2 separate regions of the Triticum aestivum genome follow, and region 2 is linked to region 1. A link is a contact called in public Hi-C data. All regions are on one chromosome and are shown on one strand. The core of a region is the stretch at or near the end of the contact, and the rest is flanking DNA. Distances in the headings are between cores, read along the strand shown. Region 1 has its middle 13 kb from the start of LOC123119286. Region 2 holds the start of LOC123119287 (heavy metal-associated isoprenylated plant protein 35).

Region 1 (5,265 bases), core at 764-3,263:
CTTCCCTACCCCGACGTCACGCTGCCACACGATTGGCACTTGGATCCAGAGAGGATCCCAGTGCCGACGGTGCCGCGGTTAGCGCGTGCGCACGCGGAGGAGGTGCGGCGCCGGCGGCGGCAGCTGATGCCGGAGCAACGCCTCAACCTCGCCTACGCATCAGACTCTACCTATTGGGAGGTCTGGTTCGCGTTGGAGCACGAGGAGCAGAGTCGGTGCGGCGTCCGCGACGTGGAGGCTGGCACCCCGCCGTTCGCAACGCGGACCAGGAGGCGGAGGCTGCCTACCAGGCGGCGCTGGCGGCTGCCCTCCGTGAAAGCGAAGAGGAGGAGGAGGCAGCGTAGCAGGCGCGGCTGTCGGAGGCCATGGCGCTCTCCGCTGCTGGCGACTGCGTTGTGCCGCCGCTGATGCCGCCGTCCCCCATCAAGACCGAACTGCCGCCGACCCCCGTCAAGACCGAGCACTACACATGGCATGGGTACATGCGCGAGTGGGTCAGCACACCCCCGTCTGGTTTGGGGCGACACCGGCGCAAGAGCAGATCTACCGGGAGCAATGGCGGGAGCGCAGGCTGGCGGAGGAGCACCGTGAGGGCGAGCGGCTCGAGCAACTGGAGCGCGACGCGAATGAGCAGCGCCGCGAGGCGGAGGAGGAGGATCGCCATGCCCGCGGTGCGGCAGAGCAGCCGGCGGTGGTACGGCCAGCGGCGGAGGATGTCGCCACAGCCTGGGAGACGGCGTTCCCCTAGGCTAGCCCGGCGCCGATGCTCATCGACCTCACGGCACCGATGACGACGACGAGAACGCCTAGGGCAGCGCGCCTCCTCCTAGTTTTTAGGTTTGTTTAATGTTTTTACTTAATGCAAAGTGGACTCTCGCCGGCCATTGTGGCTAATGTTTAATTAACGTCTTTTATTTACAAAATATTTGCAGTATTTGTTTCGCGCCAACTAAAAAACGGGTTGGGCCAGCGTTGGGCGCAAGCGCCGACCTAAACGCGAAAACGGACATGGGCGTTCGTCGGCCCGATCCAAACAGACAAAAAACCGGACAAAATCACCGTCCATTTGAGTCGGCCGGTTGGAGTTGCTGTTACATGCCAGAACTCCACGCCCGTACGCCGCCAAAAACTAACTAACTACTCGCTCTAGCCCATCCTGCTAGCCCTCTCAGGAAAGGGGTGAAATCGCCCTTGAGGAGGCCAGCAGATTTCCACGCTCGACGCTCACTCTCTAGTCTCTACCCTAGCAATCACGGCCGCGCGGGGCACTCCCCATGTATGTGTGTCCCAACAGAATTAGCTAGGTTCCAACTCACAACAGAGAGAAAACAGAAGTAGCTAAGTGAGCGAGCTGCGGTTGCGGGAGTCGAGACTCGAGAGGCAGGCAGATGAGATCCACGTACTGCTAGCCAACGACTTGGCGCGCAAATGCTAGCGTCAAGGCCGCAATCTGTGCGGCGAGCAATCCTCTCTTTTCGCTGCTACTAGCCGGCTCCTACGTAGGACGTAGCTAGGAGTAGTAACCGCACTATGTAAGGCGCAGCGTGGCGTTCGTTGGCGCTGACGCTGACGCTGACGCCGCGGGGCGTGGAAGCGCAAACAGTCGAGAGAAGAAAAAACTTGACAAGAATTTGTGACGGTGCCGGTGTTCAATTTGGCACCCTGCTTGTATTCTATAGCTCGTTGCGTACGTACAGGTGCTTGAAGCTTGGTCCATCGCGATCAGCGAGCTGCACCACTATATTATCACGGAGGAAATAAGATCTATCGATCAATAATATGACAAAAAAGACAAAAAGAAAAGGTAATAATTGATCCGGGCGGCCGGGCGGCCCATGCAGCACCGCTGCACGGGCACGGTATGGTGACGACGTGGCGTCGACGTGGAACGTACATACAGCACCTAGTAGAAACAATTAAAGCTGTGAGATGACACCTACGTGCATGAACCCATCGGTCGGCAAGCCGTCCGTCCATACACGCAGCAAATAACGGGGTTTCTGCAGAAACGGACGAACCAAGGATGAACCGCATGCATGTATACGCAACAAATGACGCGAGTACGTACGTACGTATGGTTGCCATACCGCCTTGTTCGGCGTTGCATACGATTTGTTTAATGTTATCCTGCCGTCTCTGCTTCAATTTTGGCGGTTTCATTTCTACTCCTACGTGCGGTTTCTTTCTTTGACCATCAACCAACATCAACATGGTTGGTGCTTTTCATTTCGATGTAAAAAGGACGTATGGTCGTTTCCCGCAAAAAAAAAAAAGAAGTCGTATGGTGCAGTGAGTGCATGGTCCTTGGCGACAAAACCGTAGCTGCCTCTCCCACGTGGCCGGTACACGAGCGTGGAGCCTACCCAAACGTACTGCTGCTGCTGCACCATCCGTCCGGCGTGGAGCCGAGATCGGTCGAGGACAAGCCTTGTAGGTTCCTCTCCCTTCCCTTCCCTTGGCCAAGGGAGGTGCATGGGGATTGGGAGGGAAAGGGCACACATGCATCTCGTTTTACATTCCCCGTTTCCGTCCGCCAACCGCACGGCCGCCGGCTGACTTAATTTTGACCCGACAAAGCACGAGGCCCGGCACATATCAAGAGAGACGCATCCCCAACCCCACCGTGCACATATCTATCCGGCTTGGTCTGTTTTTTGGGTTTTTGTTTTTGAACAAAGCTTGGTCGCGCATGAATATGAATGCGAGGAGAGAGAGGGAGACGTGCCCTTCTCTCCCTTTGGCCGCTACGAACAAAGCCTTTTAATTGGACCTGCCCCTCCCCGGCTCGTACGCTCGCTCGCTCACCGGAACAAAAACTCCAATTAACAAAACAGAGCCGCCCGCCCACAGCCATTAATTTCCTACGCACCCCAGTCCAGCACAGAATGCTACGTGCCCATCGGAGCCACAAAAGGGCAAGCGATAGAGTGCGAGTTGCTGATGAGTGTGCAACACTAATGCTACGACTGACTGCACCTCATGAATCATTCATCTGCATCCTGATGCTGGCGTTTCAAAAAACAATGCCACTACGTAACAATCATGCAGGCAGAGGCAGAGGCAGGCGGCTGCTCGTCACGCAACACATGAGTCCAACAAGACGTACAAAGAACGAAAGAGACCAAAGAGATGGACAGTTTATTACTGCATCTATATATCTGTCAGACAAGAAAGAAAGAAAACATGTGGCTGGCTCCCCGATCTCCAAAGGCCAGGATAGAAAGCTTGCGGCTGTGAAAATAACCCTGCACCACCATGCCCATGGGTTCCACCGAAAACGCCCTCCCAGTGCAGGCCCGCCTTGGAAGTTGGAGCTTCTCGCGGTCACGGATGGCAATCATCATCACAAGAGAGCAAAACCAGAGCTGTCCGTCCCTCTTGCTTGCGCTGATGCTGCTGCTGCTACAGCACTAGTACTACCGCTCTCCGTACTAGTACTAGCTGAGGCTGTAGATCGATCTCGGTCTAGGCCTTATCGAAATCGCAGGGCCCAAGGATAAGCAAAGCCTTTTTCTTCATGTAAAATGTGCATGTAGTAGTGCGGCTTAGCCATGGTGCAGTCCAACATCTCATCATGCATGTTTCTCCAAAGCTACTAATAATATTTCAAAAGCTAATAATTCTTCTAAGGTCGTACTACGTACTACTACTTTTTCTATGCTCCTGCGTCCTCCACCACGAGTCTCGCTGATGATGTAATCGAGAGCCAGTCTACCATTTCTCTCCAAAGCAAAAAAAAGGTAGAAATAATTCAGGGATGAACCTTTCCACTTAAAAAAAACTAAATAAATCGAGAGTACGTCAATGGCGCAAGCTTACGGCAGATTCGACTTCCATCTTTTCACTTCATATTCATATGCATAACCATGCATCCGGGTATCTTTTTTATTTAGAGCCTTGAGATTCCACGAAATCAGCTTCTAGTCAACTATTCAACCTCGCCAGCGCCCTTAATTTAAGTATGCATTTAATTTTGACTCCAGTTCCGACCAAGCGTCAAATTTTACGACTGAACGAAACGTCGGATCTAAACCCCAGCCCATCAACGTGATCGTGCTAGTTTTGCCCCACAAAAAGCTCAATTTTCACTGGGACACACTAGCAGGCCTAAAAACTTGGAATTTTGCGCCCAACTAGAGAAAATAGCTAAAAACATATAAAAAGTTGCCATCGGCAAACATATAAACTTGCCATAGTTACAATACATGGATACCATCCATGGCCTAATTTTAGTAAAAATTATATACATGTCTAAACAATGAAGGCAAAATTATACAAAAAATCATGTGACAGAAATTAGAGAATCTTGTGTCCCAAATAATGATAATACTGTTGACGGCAGTGTCGCTGCAATCACAAGAGAACTACAAACAACCAATTGGTTGGATGTCTTTTGGAACAAAACGCTTATAATACCAGAAAATGTCATACATGAACTTCCACAAAATGGCCATGCATTAGAAGTAAACTTGCCATATCATGAAACAAAACAAGGAAACTTAACAAATTATTCTACAAAAGCACCGGAAATCCAATTCGGCTCTTGGGAGTATATGCTCCCGCGCACCAAAAATGCTTTTTGCAAATGTCAAAAGAATTTGAAAAAACATGAATGTGTTCATTGTGACACTCAAATGCTACCTGCAATTTTAGGGGAAAGCTTAAGCATTTTGAACTGTGCAAAAAAAAAAAAACAAGTCAAACGCCAAATGTTACCTCCAAGTGTTGCACTTGATTTTGTTTAAACACTGCTATCCTGCTTCACATGAAAATTATCAAGCCCCCTTGGTATATTATAATAGCATGAAGCAATCAAAAATTATAGATACATTGGAGACGTGTCATGTATCGCTCTAGGTTGTGGCAGTTACATGCTGAATCTCATCTAAACATCCATCGCTACTCCATGCCTACGCTTTAATACAATTGCCTTTGCTCAAGTTACTCTACTTGCTACAAAAGTGCTACTTGTACCGTTACTATTGCTATCATTGCTATCATATTATTGTGCTACTAATAAACTGCTGCAAGTGATTCACAGGTGTGGTTGAATTGACAACTGAACTGCTAAGGCTTATAAATATTCTTTGGCTCCCCTTGTGTCGAATCAATAAATTTGGGTGAAATACTTCCCTCAAAGACTGTTTCGATCCCCTATACTTGTGGGGTCTTCAATGAAGTACCAAGCATAGGGACATGGTGTTTTTTAGCTCGAGCTCAAATGAGCTTGGGTGAACAGTAAAATCCGAAGGCGCTGGAAAAAGG
Region 2 (5,017 bases), core at 901-3,400, 76 kb after region 1:
TCACGTTACAAAAAAGTTGTCAGTGGATTGGACTCGTGAAATATTATACTCTCTGCGGTGGTGTGTGGTACTTGTTTTGCAGAACCGGACACGTTCGTTGCGTTTGAAGACCGTGTTGAAATATTCGGAGAAGGAACCCGCCTTGCAATGCCGAAGACAATCTGCGCGCCTGATACCTCGTCATTGAAGCCTGGTTCAGGGGCTACTGAGGGAGTCCGGGATTAAGGGGTCCTCGGGCGTCCGGACTATGGTAGGTGGGCCGGACTAATGGGCTGTGAAGATACAAGACCGAAGACTCTCTCCCGTGTCCGGATGGGACTCTCCTTGGCGTGGAAGGCAAGCTTGGCGCCCGGATATGAAGATTCCTTTCTCTGTAACCGACTTTGTACAACCCTAGTCCCCTCCGGTGTCTATATAAACCGGAGGGCTTAGTCCATAGGGACGAAATCATAGTCATAATCATACAGGCTAGACTTTTAGGGTTTTAGCCATTACGATCTCGAGGTAGATCAACTCTTGTAATACTCATATTCATCAAGATCAATCAAGCAGGAAGTAGGTTATTACCTCCATAGAGAGGGCCCGAACCTGGGTAAACATCGTGTCCCCTGTCTCCTGTTACCATCAACCTTGGACGCACAGTTCGGGACCCCCTACCCGAGATCCGCCGGTTTTGACACCGACAGTCATATAAAAAAATGGTGCTCCAAAAGTGTTATTTCCGAAAACATTTTGTAGTGCTAATTTTTTTGCCTAGACTTACACGAATGTCATTTCGTGATGAAATTTTGCAAGCAATGAGAAATTTTGTGAATGTTTCCACAAAAAATATTCACATTTTTTGAAATGCTTTACAATTTTTTGGATTTTACTGTTCATCGCGAGCTCAAATTAGCTCGCGAGCAGAAGTTGACTTCCGCTAGCTTAGTTGTTAATGTTATATATACGTAGCGCAAAATGAAATTGGTGGCGTGGCGCTAACATGGCATGTCACTGGTGATATATATTTCTAGTTGTGTTGGACACGTGGCACATCATTAGCACATAGTTACGACTCACGTGCGCACAAGCGCCATCAGTAAAAATTATCACTCGCACTATATTGGCGGTGTTGGGTGCCAACGCCACCAAGGCCCTTTTTGGCACACCACTACTAGGCTTTTCTACACTAGTGCTAGATGAAACTCATGTGAAATATACCTAAGATAATTATCTTTAGGGATGGAAGAGTTTAGAACAAATGAGGAGGTTTGTGATGTGAGAATTTGTGCACATTGTGCATTGTACGGTAAATCGTAAAGTAGAAAAGAAATTGTAATTCATTTAGAAGATTTCTTTTTGGATAATTTAAGCCTGAAAAATTCTAAAACAAAGAAGAAATGCATGCATTTTTTATGTTTCTGTGTATTATGCATTGTAAATCGTGAAGTAAAAAGAAAGTGTGTCATTTCATTCAGAAGAGAAATATATGGATAGTTAAAGCATGAAAGATTTTAAAACAAACGAGGAATGCTTGTGTTTTGGGGTTTGCTCATTGTGATTAAGCTCAACCATGAAATATTTTAAGTAGTACATGTGGCAGAATTTGTTGTTGTGCAGATGATACCCAACGGTTAATAGTGTTCAGATTTGCTATATTTGCACAGGTAGATTGGCTTCATCCAAAGACCAATATTAAAAATTATACATGGGCTACAGAGTGATGTAAAATTATTCGTATTAATTCCGAAAAAAAGTCTGAATTGGATAGTAACGTATATCTGATCGCCTTGAAAACGGTAATCATAACCAGTGAACAGCATTTTGATGGCAACTTTAGTTATCGCGTGGATGCCAGTACGATAAAATTTGATGAAAAACAGAGTTGCCGTGCTTGCTGATTGCCATGCTCAGCCAACATAAATTGTCAACAAAATCACTCTCAAATATCATCCTCCCACCAAACGTTTATAGGGGTGAGTGTATACGTGTATGTAACGCTTGCGTCCGTACTTTGTTAAAAAAACATGAACGAAGCCACGGGCACGGCAGGTACCGTAGAATTCTTTCACGACGCCTGGTACCTAGGAACGGAACGGATACGCCGCCGCCGCCGCCTGTGTACTAACGATAAATACGGCCGCCGCAGCAGAGCAGCCGCCCGGCCCATATGTCAGTGGCGTATGTGGTCGTACTCCATCCCCGCGTCCACCTCTATAAGTTGAGCACCGCATCTGCTGCCTCCCCTGAGCTCCCAGCGTCCTGAGAGCCACATACTCGAGCGCCCCTCCATCCTCATCCTGCTCCCCAACCAAGAAGCGACACAACGGTGAGCAGTCCCCAGAGGCCAGAGCAGAGCGCACTCCCATCCCATGGCGTCGGGAGAAGCGGCCATGCAGGTACACCATCTCGCCCCGTTTCTAGCCCTTCCGTCCAAGGAATTCAGTTGAGTTGCATGCTCATGTGACATTCTTTCTTGGATCTGCAGACCTTCGTGCTGAGGGTGACCATCCACTGCCATGGCTGCAAGAAGAAGGTCCGGAAGGTGCTCAAGAGCATCGAAGGTACTAGCGCCACCCTCCTCCTTCTCCTCGCGCCGCTGCATTTTCGTGTGGCTTTCGGCTTAATTGACTACCTAACTAAGTGGTCGTCGTTTTGGTTGGGATGTTCAGGCGTGCAGGACGTGAAGGTAGACGCCCAGCTGCACAAGGTGATGGTGACGGGCACCGTGGACGCCGAGACGCTCATCAAGAGGCTGCACAAGTCAGGCAAGCAGGCCCTGCCATGGCAACACACGCCTGCCAAGAATCCCGACCCTGCGCCGCCAACCCCAGCCGACGCCCCCGCGCCGGCCGAGGACGGCAGCAAGGATGCCGCTGTAGCGGACAAGAAGCCGGCGGAGGAGCCGCAGGCCGACAGCTCGGACAAGAGGCCGGAGCAGGAGACGGCCTCGGAGAAGAAGAAGCCTGAGACGGAGAAGGAAGCAGAATCTGAGAAGAAGGCTGGCAAGGAGGAGGAGGCGAAACCAAGGTCAAGCGACGAGGAAAAGAAAGACGGCGGCGAGGGCGCGGCGGCCGAGCCCAAAGCAGAGGGCACCGAGCCCGCGAGTGAACCCGCTGCCGCCGCAAAGGAGGCCGGCGATGATGAGGGCGAGGCGAAGAAGAAACAGAGCAAGCCCAAGGACGCCGATAGGTCCCTGTCCCCAGCGCCGGCGCCGGCCCATGTGCCGAGGTACGCGCACCAGGAATTCAACGCGCCGCAGCCGGTGATGAGCTACAACATGGCGCAGCCGAGGGCGAGCGTGTCCCACTACGCGCCGCAGCCGGAGCGGGGCTACTCGCAGCAGCAGGCCGGGTACTCCTCCTACTCCATGATGCAGCACCCACCGGCACCGGCGCAGCAGGCCTACTCCCAGCAGGCGCAGCCAATGCAGCAATGGTCGCCGTCGTACCTCTACATGCCGTACCCGCACGCGTCGCCGGAGTCCTACTACCAGGACTACTATAGCCCGCCCGGGACGCACGCGTCGCCGCCGCCCCCGCCGCCGCTCCACGACTCGTACCGCCTGTTCGACGACGAGAACCCCAACTCGTGCAGCGTCATGTGATGTGATGGCGGCTCCGGCGACCGCCGGAAAAGTAGCCGGCCTCATAATCGTCGTAATAGAGACCTCTCTGGTTGTAGGTAGAGTAGCTTGTTACTCTCTTCGATTGGGAGGTGGTCAAAGCTCTCCTTGACCAATCCTTTTTCTTCTTCTTCTCTTCCTCTTTAATTTCTTCTTTTATTATTGCTACTATTACTGTTCTAAATAGAGCATGTAATTGTAATGAGACCTTTACATGTAGACATGTAGTAGCATCAATGAGATCTTCCGCCCTACTAGTACTACTAGCATTTTGTATAAGCTAAAACATATAAAAAACGGATTATATACAGCTAAAGAATCTTCTCCAAAGGAATTAATTAATTACTAGAAAGGTCGTCTTTTGTGCTCCAATCCAATCATGCATGTCCGTCTAGAGGATATCCTTGTTGATTCTTGTGGCCAGCTCGTGAGCAGCCTCTCACCAAAAGCTTGTTGTGACTCTTTAAGTAATATATTTAGGTGGGGAACAAAAAATGACTGCTCTCCCGGTATGATTGATTCTTATCAAACAGGGGCCAATTAAGCCGCCAACTCTTACAATGACAGCAAATGGGACCTTACCGAAGCCGTAGTCCGTAGATTTACTCTTTAGATAACTCCCCGGACGATCGATAAGGCCCAATCACCTCTTCCTTTTGCCACCGATCAAGTTAGCACGATAATGATGTTTAATCAGTGTGATAGCTCAGCAGCCCAACTTGTTTAGGTTGGTGCTTGGGGTGAGGCCAAGCTGGCCGGTTTGTTTGAAGCCTTTTCATATAGCTCATCGCTCACTCATGCCGAATGGTGCTGGCCGGTTTGTTTGAAGGCTTTTGAATATGAGCAAGGGGGTTGTGCTTGTCCACATGTTAATGATTTGATTTACCCCTGCATGCATGCTGATCTCAGCTTGGGTGATCATGTATGATTTAAAATATAATACTAGTACAGTAATAAGATATTATGCTCATTAGAGTAAGCTAATCTGGTATCATTATTGTGGGTTGCGGGGTATTATATATAATAATGGAAAAGTGGTGGACAAATCATGCTTTGCTTAGTTGTTACTTAGCCACTGGTGACGGATTAGGACAATGCATGGAGGTAGGGCAGTCTCCACTGGAGGTAGATCAGGGCAGGCCATGTGTTGGTTGGTTTGTTTCGTTTGTGTCAATGAGTCAGACCGATAGCACGCTGGCTGCCTCGATTGGCAGTGGTTTGTGCATGTTGGCCATGTGTAAGAGCATCTACCGCGGCCGCCTGCAAATCCGGGCCCTCAAAGCTCCACGGACGCGCCGTCCGCAGGCACTGATCAGGCATTCCTCAAATCTTGTCGTCAACATCTGTGTATTTCATATCCGGTCCCTCAAAACCATAATAGCAATGCAACATGGATAAAGAAAGCGTAGATCA

Evidence for each region. A called contact is a pair of places that touch in the nucleus more often than the background predicts.
Region 2: a contact with region 1 is called in a Hi-C map of root, with 6 times the contacts expected there. The contact joins the promoter of LOC123119287 here to the enhancer-like site in region 1. A contact is called at or near these places in 2 of 5 Hi-C or Micro-C datasets (leaf and root).

What each region holds. Positions count from the first base shown.
Region 1 is chr5D:40,410,733-40,415,997 of IWGSC CS RefSeq v2.1, forward strand. No RefSeq gene overlaps it. Among protein-coding and RNA genes, the nearest start is that of LOC123119286, 13 kb to the left of the region's middle. Within about 2 kb of position 2,014, at least 4 of the 8 cell types and tissues checked have an H3K27ac peak or open chromatin away from gene starts, as enhancers often do. A contact at or near this core is called in leaf and root, where this site is marked.
Region 2 is chr5D:40,486,401-40,491,417 of IWGSC CS RefSeq v2.1, forward strand. LOC123119287 (heavy metal-associated isoprenylated plant protein 35) reads left to right here and starts at 2,151. Exons shown (of 3, transcript XM_044539033.1): 1 at 2,151-2,378; 2 at 2,468-2,543; 3 at 2,652-3,867. The coding sequence starts at 2,352. The coding sequence ends at 3,586.